Regions from separate parts of the Anser cygnoides genome. Here region 1 is linked to region 2. A link is a contact called in public Hi-C data. All regions are on one chromosome and are shown on one strand. The core of a region is the stretch at or near the end of the contact, and the rest is flanking DNA. Distances in the headings are between cores, read along the strand shown.

Region 1 (3,841 bases), core at 453-2,952, 140 kb before region 2:
TTGCTTTTCACCTTGGGTGAGCTGCCTGGAGACGCACTCAGAACGAAAGGAAGGGTATGTTGTCAAACAGCGCTTTTAGGGAACGGCTGAGTGACCAGAAGTGCCCACCACACCGTGCTTCTTTGGCCTTAGAGATTTTTCAAGAGGTGTTAAAATACGGTGGCACCTATCCCTTCGAGGCAAAGTAAGCAAAGCAAGTTGGCTAGCTCTGAAAGTTAGGTGCACTTTCCTTTTTGCTAAAGGGATCTCATTTTCCTACCGTCTGGAGTTGGGGTTTTACTGATTTGATGGAACAGTTTCATCAACAATTTTTTCATCTTTAGCAAACTTTGAGAGTTTTTTTTTTCTTCTTCTTTTCCACTCATCCACCCAGGTCATGCTGGCACCACAAGACACTTCTGTGTAAAAAGCTAGCACAGCGTTTTCAGCATGAGGGCACCAGTGGTCATGGATAGCCTGACTCAGAGTATCTCTAAGAAGCCTTGTGCTAAAAATGAGTTGATAAAAATGGGCTCAGTTTTGTTAAAGTTCCCAGTGCTGTCATCCATGCTGCTATTTGCATTGCAGCAGTGAAAGGATTTTTTGCTTTTTCATTTTTTACAACAATTTTCCTATTAAATGGCATGAAAGATGGGTGGTGGGACCACTGCAAACTAAATCTTTCAGACTGTCACTCAGTGGCTCTGCTCAGAGTCCCCAAGGATTCTTTAAAATAGCTTAATAGTTCCAGCAGTTACAGGTTTAAAAAAGCATTTCATGGGTATGCGTTGGCCAAAACATTTTTTTTGTACTAACAGTAAGGTGAAATGTGACAGAAACTTTGAAATATTTTACTACCTCAGCATATTTTGTACCGTGGTTTGGGACACCCTTTTGAGATATATCTGCACACGTAGCATGCATAGCACTGCTTTGAAGCCGTGAAGAGAAGGAAAAGACATGAAAGTTAGTGGCTTAGTTCTTATTTTAGCAATGCTTTCCCATCTACGCTGTAAATTGCAGCTACTGAAAGGTTACTAGAGTTTGTTTGCTGCTGACGTGTTCCAGTGACTCACAGTCCGTCATGTGCCTGTGTCTTCCTAGAGAAAGGCACAAAGCAAGGGTGTGGGTTTGAGCCTTTCACCCAACTCTTGTCACTCCAGGGTACGGACTGGGAAAAATGAGATGTCTCTGTCCAGGCCCCTTCCTCAGCCCCCACCTCACGGTCGAGCTGGGGCTCATTCCCCACACAAGGCGTCCTTGGGGCTCCCCGGGAACACCTGGGAGAGCCAGCAGCCCACAAAGCCTCTTCGTGGGCACAGGGAGCGCCACACAACTTGGCAGGCGCTCCGTGCGTGCTTCCCCTTCAACAGATTTGCCCCTGCTCGGGTAAAACGCTTTGAAGTTGGGTCCCTGCAGAGGCCACGCGTGTCGCCCAGCCCCGGGAGCTGGACGAGGCGCTGGTTGACCAGCCGCTGCCTTCCTCCCGAGGGACGAGGGCGGCTGCGGCAGCCAGGTCCCCCCAGCCCCTCGCAGGGGTCTCGGGGCTGCTGCCGAGCGCTGACGGGACCCGGGGGCGGCCTCTGACAGGAGGCGAGAGGCGGGAAACCGGGAGGGGACCGGGAGGGGGGAGGGGGGAGGAGGGAGGAGGGGCGCGCGCCCCCCACGTGCGCCTCACGTGCCGCCTCCCGCCCGCCTTCGCCCCGCCCCCTCTCCCCCCTCAGCCAATGGGCGGCGGCGGCGCCTCTGCTCCCCCCCGCCCCCCTCCCCTCCCGGATCCTGGTGCGCGGTGACGTGCGCGGCGGAGGCGGGAAGCGGCGGCGCGGGGCCGTTGGCGGCGGGAGCGGACTGAGGTGACTTGGGGGGGGAGGGGCGCTCCGTGAGGGGGCCGCCGCCGGGTCTCTGCTGCTTCCATTGCCCTCCTCGTTCGCCTCTCGCTGTGAGACCCCAGCTTTGTCCCGGTGCCCGCCCGGCTCGGGGGAGCCACCGCGAAGGTGAGCCCTGCTCGCTCCGAGGGCGTGCTGGCAGGGTTGCGAGAGGGAGGACGGAGGAGCCCGGGTTTATTGGGGCCGGTCACGCCTATAAAAGCGGGGAGGTCCCGCTGGGAAGCCTGGCTGGGGGACGCCAGCGTCACCCGTCAGGTGCTCGGAGCGGGGCGAGAGGAGCGGCTGCTGGTCGGGAGGCTTCTGCCGTCTGAGGAGGAGGAGGAGGAGGAGGAGGAGGAGAACCTCTGGGTCCTGCCCTGCCGTGACCGGTCTGCCTCTAGCAGGGGTCGGAGGGAAGGTCTGCTCTCCCCAGACACCGCTGTGCCGGTAGCTTCTCAGGTGCCGTAGTGTTATACTTCTCATGCGGAAACCCCATGAGGAAAGTATCTGCTTTGCTAGATTTCCCCCGGCACGGTTCTTGTTTCTGTGCCAAAAATCCTTTGCTCTGATCGCTTGACCTCTGCTGAGTTGTTTTGGTACCGCATCTGCGGAGCTCACTTAGGATACCAACTCCCTAAGTTAATTACCTTAATTCTTCTTCTGAATACATCATTCTTCCTCCATCCATCCTGGAACGTGTTATTCTTACTTCCTTTCTGTCAATCTCTCAGATACTCTTACAACTCCCATGTGTGCATTGGAGAGGAGACTGCTTTCCTCGCCTCTTGAGGACAGAGAGCGTACGCTGAAAAGAAGTAAACTTAGTCCTCTGTTGGAGCTGGAGAACCTGTGCTCCATAAGGATGGGTGTAGTTCATGGGAACAACTTGACTTGGATCAGGAGGCAGTGGAGATGCTCTGTAATAGCTCAGGGGATAGATTGTTAATGATCAAATTAATGTGGCTGCTTTATTCCCCTCTCCTTCTTCCCTCATTTTTCTTTAGAATCTGTGCTGTGATCAGTGACCCATTCTTATGTGATAGGATTTTGGCCACCTCACTTGTGTAAGAGCAGAAGGATTGAAGTGGCTGGCTGGCTGTAACCTCCATGTAGTTGTAAGCCCCAGGTGGGCAAAATGATTCTTTGATAGATGTGATGTGGCAGTGTCTGTACTGGGAATCCGGTGGGAAGGCAGAGAGCTAGGAAGCATAGTGTCTTCACAGTGGTGCTTGGCTTGCACTTAAAGGTGAGAGGGTTGTTCAGAACAATGGCAGCAATAGGTGTGGAGAGCTGTTAGAAGTGGGCTAGTCCTGCTAGCTAGTTTTCTGTGCTGCTGAGCATGTTAACTGAAGGAAGGTTTACTGTTTCCATGCCTGGTCCTTTGTGTTCTTCAGGTGAACGCTCTTTGTATTACATAAATTATGATAGTGTGAGCTATCAGCTGGTTTACAAAGTCAGCTTGGAAGCTTGTCATTTTTATGGTCCTTGGTTTTATAGCGTGTAGACTGACCTGGCTGGGATCTTGTGACACAGGGCTAAAAGGGGCAGTGTCCTGCAAGAAATGGTGGTGGTGGTTGATTAATGAGTTGTTTGGTGTTGGAGAAGTTTAACGTGTGCTGTGGTGCCCAAAAGGGGAACGATGAATTGCTCAGCTATAGAGGGGGCAAACACAGGAAGCTGCAGCCTGGCGGTATGTGACCGAAAGAGTTCAGTTTCCCTTTCTGGAAAAGTGTCAACCTCAATTTTCTGAGGAAATTCATTCTTAAATTATATTCTGCCATCTTTGTTTTTTCTACAAGTGCCTGACTTTTCCTTACCTATTTCTAATAGCTCATCTGTGTTGGTGCAAGTATTCTTTTCACTGGCAGCAAAACATGTCCAAAAAACAAAGCAAGTCTGCACCAAGGTAGGGGAGAAATGTATCAAAAAGGAAAAGCACTTGTTTGAAAACCTAGTTCTGTAGGTGCCTGCATGTTTTTTTTTTTTGGAATTCCAGT
Region 2 (3,953 bases), core at 1,187-3,686:
TGCAGATCAAAGATCTCAATACCCAGCCGTCGCAGCGGCTGGAGGGGAACCTTTCCCCTTGGCTCCTCTACAGCTCAGTTTTCTTGCTAAAAACAAGATTTAGGAGTGTGGGGGTTTATTTATGGCTCTCCTGGCCTGGCTGCTGTCCCTCCCTTCTCTGTGCCGTTCCCACTTGCAGAAAAGGAAGCACAAAGCCGCCGTGACCTCGGACACTTACCTGGGCAGGGCTGGAGCCGGTTGGGGCTGTGAAGAGAAGCAGCGAGGCGGCCAGCGATGGCCCCGGGGCTTGTCCTTCCCGGAGGCCCTTTGGCTCGGCTGGACAGCCCTTATCCCGAACGCGCCCTAAATCCTCCGCTGCTGTCGGCGCGAGGGTGAACCCTGCCCTTCCACGGCTGCCCAGGCAGGCTGCTGGGAGCTGTAGTTTTCCTCCCTCCTCTCCAGTGCTGGCAGCTCTTCCACCAGGAGAAGGAGGGCCGTCATTCCCGGAAGCGTTCAGTGTTGTAACTCCTTTTGGACTGTATTTCTGGCTGCATTTCTGTGCTGTAGGCTTAAATACATTTGGGCAATGCTTTTCAAAAATAATAACAATAATATATCTTGCTGTGCCCACAGAGGGTGCAGATATGTTCCAACCTTACAGACCCCTGCCCCAGGACCCATTTCATGGGAAACAGTGGCATGGAGCAGGGCAAACTGAGGAAAGGCATTGATGCAAGGGACAGAGGCTGCAGCCCATCGGGTCAGCCTGGAACCTTTCTACCATCTGCAAATGGCTGAGACGAAGCACAGGGAAAGGTGACTGAAGCAGTGCCGGCACAGGGCAGAGTCTGGGAGTGGGACTCTTCAATTTGGAGAGCAGAAGGCTGACAGTGGGGAGGGTTAATCCACGTGGTGTTATCGCTCACCAAACCCCTCGTTACTAGAACTTGAGAAACTTGCAAAACAGGCAGCACATTAGGTTTGAGTGGGCAGAAAAAGTACTTTTTTTATGCTATGTGCAGGAAACTTCCAGACCTTCCTGGCACAGGGGTGATGGAGGCAGAGTTTCAGGATTAGACTCATTTGTGGACACCAGGTCTGTAAACAGTTAGTGCAGGACTGAGTGGGGAAATATCATTTAGGTGAAGTGCAAAAGCCCAGCTCCATGCCGTGGTCTGCTCTCCTGCTCCCACAGCATCCTGAACTCGTGTACTGGTGATGTACTGGGTCTGGCTGGGATGGGGTTCACTGTCCTCACGGCATCCCATAAAGTGCTGTGCTTTGAGTTTTGGCTGTTGCTGAACAGTGCTTGCACAGCATCAAGGCTCCATTTCCAGCCCCCCAAAAGCCAGTAGTCCCAGACAAGAGGCTGGGAAGGGACACAGCTGGGACAGCTGACCCTAACTGCCCAAAGGGATACTCCATCCCTTATAACCTCAAGTTCAACCCTAAAAACTAAGGGCAAGCAGGAGCAGGGGCATTTGCTATGAAGGTGTTTGTCTTCTGAAGCAATTGCTGTGTGTGCTGAAGCCGATCTTCCCAGGAATTGCCTGGACATCACCTGCTGATGGAAAGTAGAGAGATTTTTTTCTTGCTTCTGTGAGCAGCCTTTGCTTTTCTTTCATTAAACTGCTTTTAATTAATCTTTTAATTAATCTTGACCCACAACTTTTTTATTTATTTATTTTTAATCCTATTATCTCCCCTTGTCCTGCTGAGGAGGGGTCTGTGAGATGACTTTCTTCCTTTGGTGTTCACAGTCATTGGATATGAGCTGGTATATAGAACTGCAGCTCAACAGATCTGTCCTTTAACTTGTTTAATGATGGATTTTCTCTAAACAGGAATAAAATTTCTCTCAATCTGAAGAATCAACAGTGTTTAGTTGGCTTACAAAGGACACATTTTTGAGTCCTGCGTAGCTATTTACATAATATATTAATTTAATAATATGCTTCTTGTGAGCAATGTGATACTGCTTGGTAGCTGTAGTCACACCAGGTCACCTGCCAGGTCAGAGATCACAAGTCATGCCTCCAGCAGGTCTTTTCCTACCTAATTTGAATTGCGCTAACAGTTCAGCTGTACTTTGAAACCTTCCAACACAGTATTTATTACCTCCTCATTTGTTTTTGCTTTAGAAAACATTGTTCAATGCCTACATTCAGCATTTACATCTTATATGACAACTGCTGGTACAGGTGTGAGCATGCATAATTTATTTCACAAATATTTACTTGCTTCTAGGACAAACTGGAACATTGACAGTGTGCTGCTATAGCATTAAAATACTTTATTGTGAAATGTGTGCATAAACGAGGCTGTTGCAGGAGTGTGACTGGCACTTCCCTCACACAGCCTCCATCCTCCATAATGCACAACATGTACAAAACAAACAAAAAACCAGCCCCAAACTTCGGTGCCCGAGCCGGGCTCTGCGCGGCGACTGCCTCAGGGGGTCCGCGCACAACATGGCGGCGGCGGCGTCGCCCCCTCAGCGGGACCGCGCGCAACATGGCGGCGGCGGCGCTGCCCACGAGCCGCCCCTCGGCCCGCAGGAAGCGGCGGGGCCGGCCCGGCCCGCGGCGGGAAGTGAGGTTGGCGGGGCCGCCCCCGCCGCGCCGAGGCGGCAGCTTCGGTCCCGGGCGGCTCCGAGAGGGGCGGCGGCCGGGCAGGGCAGGGCTAAGGGGGCGGCGGTCGTCGCCTGGAGCGCCAGCGGCATGGTGGGGGACGGCGACGAGCGGGCTCCGCCGGACGCCCCCGAGCTGAAGCGGCGGCGGAAGAGCCCCCGCTTGGCGGAGGCGGCGGAGAGGGAGAGGGAGGCCGAGCCCGAGCCCGGCTCCGGTGGGGCGCCGGAGGGTGAGCGGCGCGGCGGGGCGTGTGTGGGGGGGGTGTGAGGATTTCGGCAGGGGAAGCAAGGAGCTGCCCCCCCCCCCCTCGGGGGGCCCCGCAGAGGCTCCCCTCACGCGTGTGTCGTTGCAGGGGGCGAGCTCGGCGTTGTGAGCCCGGACCGCCTGACCCGGCCGCCGATCCGAGCCTGCAGGGCGGCAGGTGAGTGCGGGGCTGTGCCCGCCCCGCGGCGCTGCGGGCCGGGCTTCTTGCTGCTTCCCCGGGGCTCACAGAGGCGCTGCCGGGGTGCCGGCGTCGCCTAAAACCGTCCCGTGCCGTCGGGCGGTCGCCCCGTCAGAGGGCTGCAAGCAGATGGCTCTGCTTCCTTCCCTTTTTGTCTCCTGAGCTGGGCTGGGTGCTTTGGCGAAGGGTTCGGCGGCGCTCAGGAGGGGAGTTGGGTGAGCTTCAGCTGGGGGGCACGGAGAAGTCTCGTCCTGAAGGAGGAAGGCAGAGGCTGTGGATGTGCCGTTGGGGAAGCAGGAATATCGACATTAAGCTGCTTTAAGAGTGAGGGTGCAACTAGTTAGCGGGTAAAGCGCAACGTAAAAAAGTGCAGCTGGTTAGCAGGTGAAAAAGCTTCATCTCTGAAAAAGCTGTGGGAAGCCATTCCTTTAGGAAGTATGGCTGAGTGGATTTATTTCATTTTTTTTTTTTCCTGCGGGCATCTCTAAGGATGAGGATGGGGGAGAGATGTCATCCCCCTGCCTCCCCAGGCTTTCAGCATCAGTGGCATTTGCTTATAGAATCACAGCATGGTTAGGGTTGGAAGGGACCTTGAAGCCCACCCAGTTCCAGCCCCCTGCCGTGGGCAGGGACCCCCCCACCAGCCCAGGCTGCCCCCAGCCCCATCCAGCCTGGCCCTGGGCACTGCCAGGGATGGGGCAGCCACAGCTCCTCTGGGCAGCCTGGGCCAGTGCCTCATCACCCTCACAGTAAATAATTTCTTCCTTATATCTAATTTAAACCTACCTTCTTTCAGTTTAAAGCTGTTAACCCTTGTCCTATCACTACACTGATAAAGAGAGTTATATACACAAGTGTTGTAAAAGTGTGAGACTATAATGCTTGATATAGAAGTGAAGGAG

What was found. A called contact is a pair of places that touch in the nucleus more often than the background predicts.
Region 1: a contact with region 2 is called in a Hi-C map of liver, with 1.8 times the contacts expected there. The contact joins the promoter of SOAT1 here to the promoter of LOC106042493 in region 2. A contact is called at or near these places in 2 of 7 Hi-C or Micro-C datasets (both in liver).

The regions. Positions count from the first base shown.
Region 1 is chr8:12,467,706-12,471,546 of Taihu_goose_T2T_genome, reverse strand. It overlaps SOAT1 (sterol O-acyltransferase 1), which reads left to right and starts at 1,702. Exons shown (of 16, transcript XM_048073370.2): 1 at 1,702-1,832.
Region 2 is chr8:12,332,757-12,336,709 of Taihu_goose_T2T_genome, reverse strand. It overlaps LOC106042493 (torsin-1A-interacting protein 1-like), which reads left to right and starts at 2,436. Exons shown (of 6, transcript XM_048073470.2): 1 at 2,436-2,838; 2 at 2,962-3,030. The coding sequence starts at 2,451. It overlaps TOR1AIP2 (torsin 1A interacting protein 2), which reads right to left and starts at 584. Exons shown (of 7, transcript XM_067001762.1): 1 at 218-584.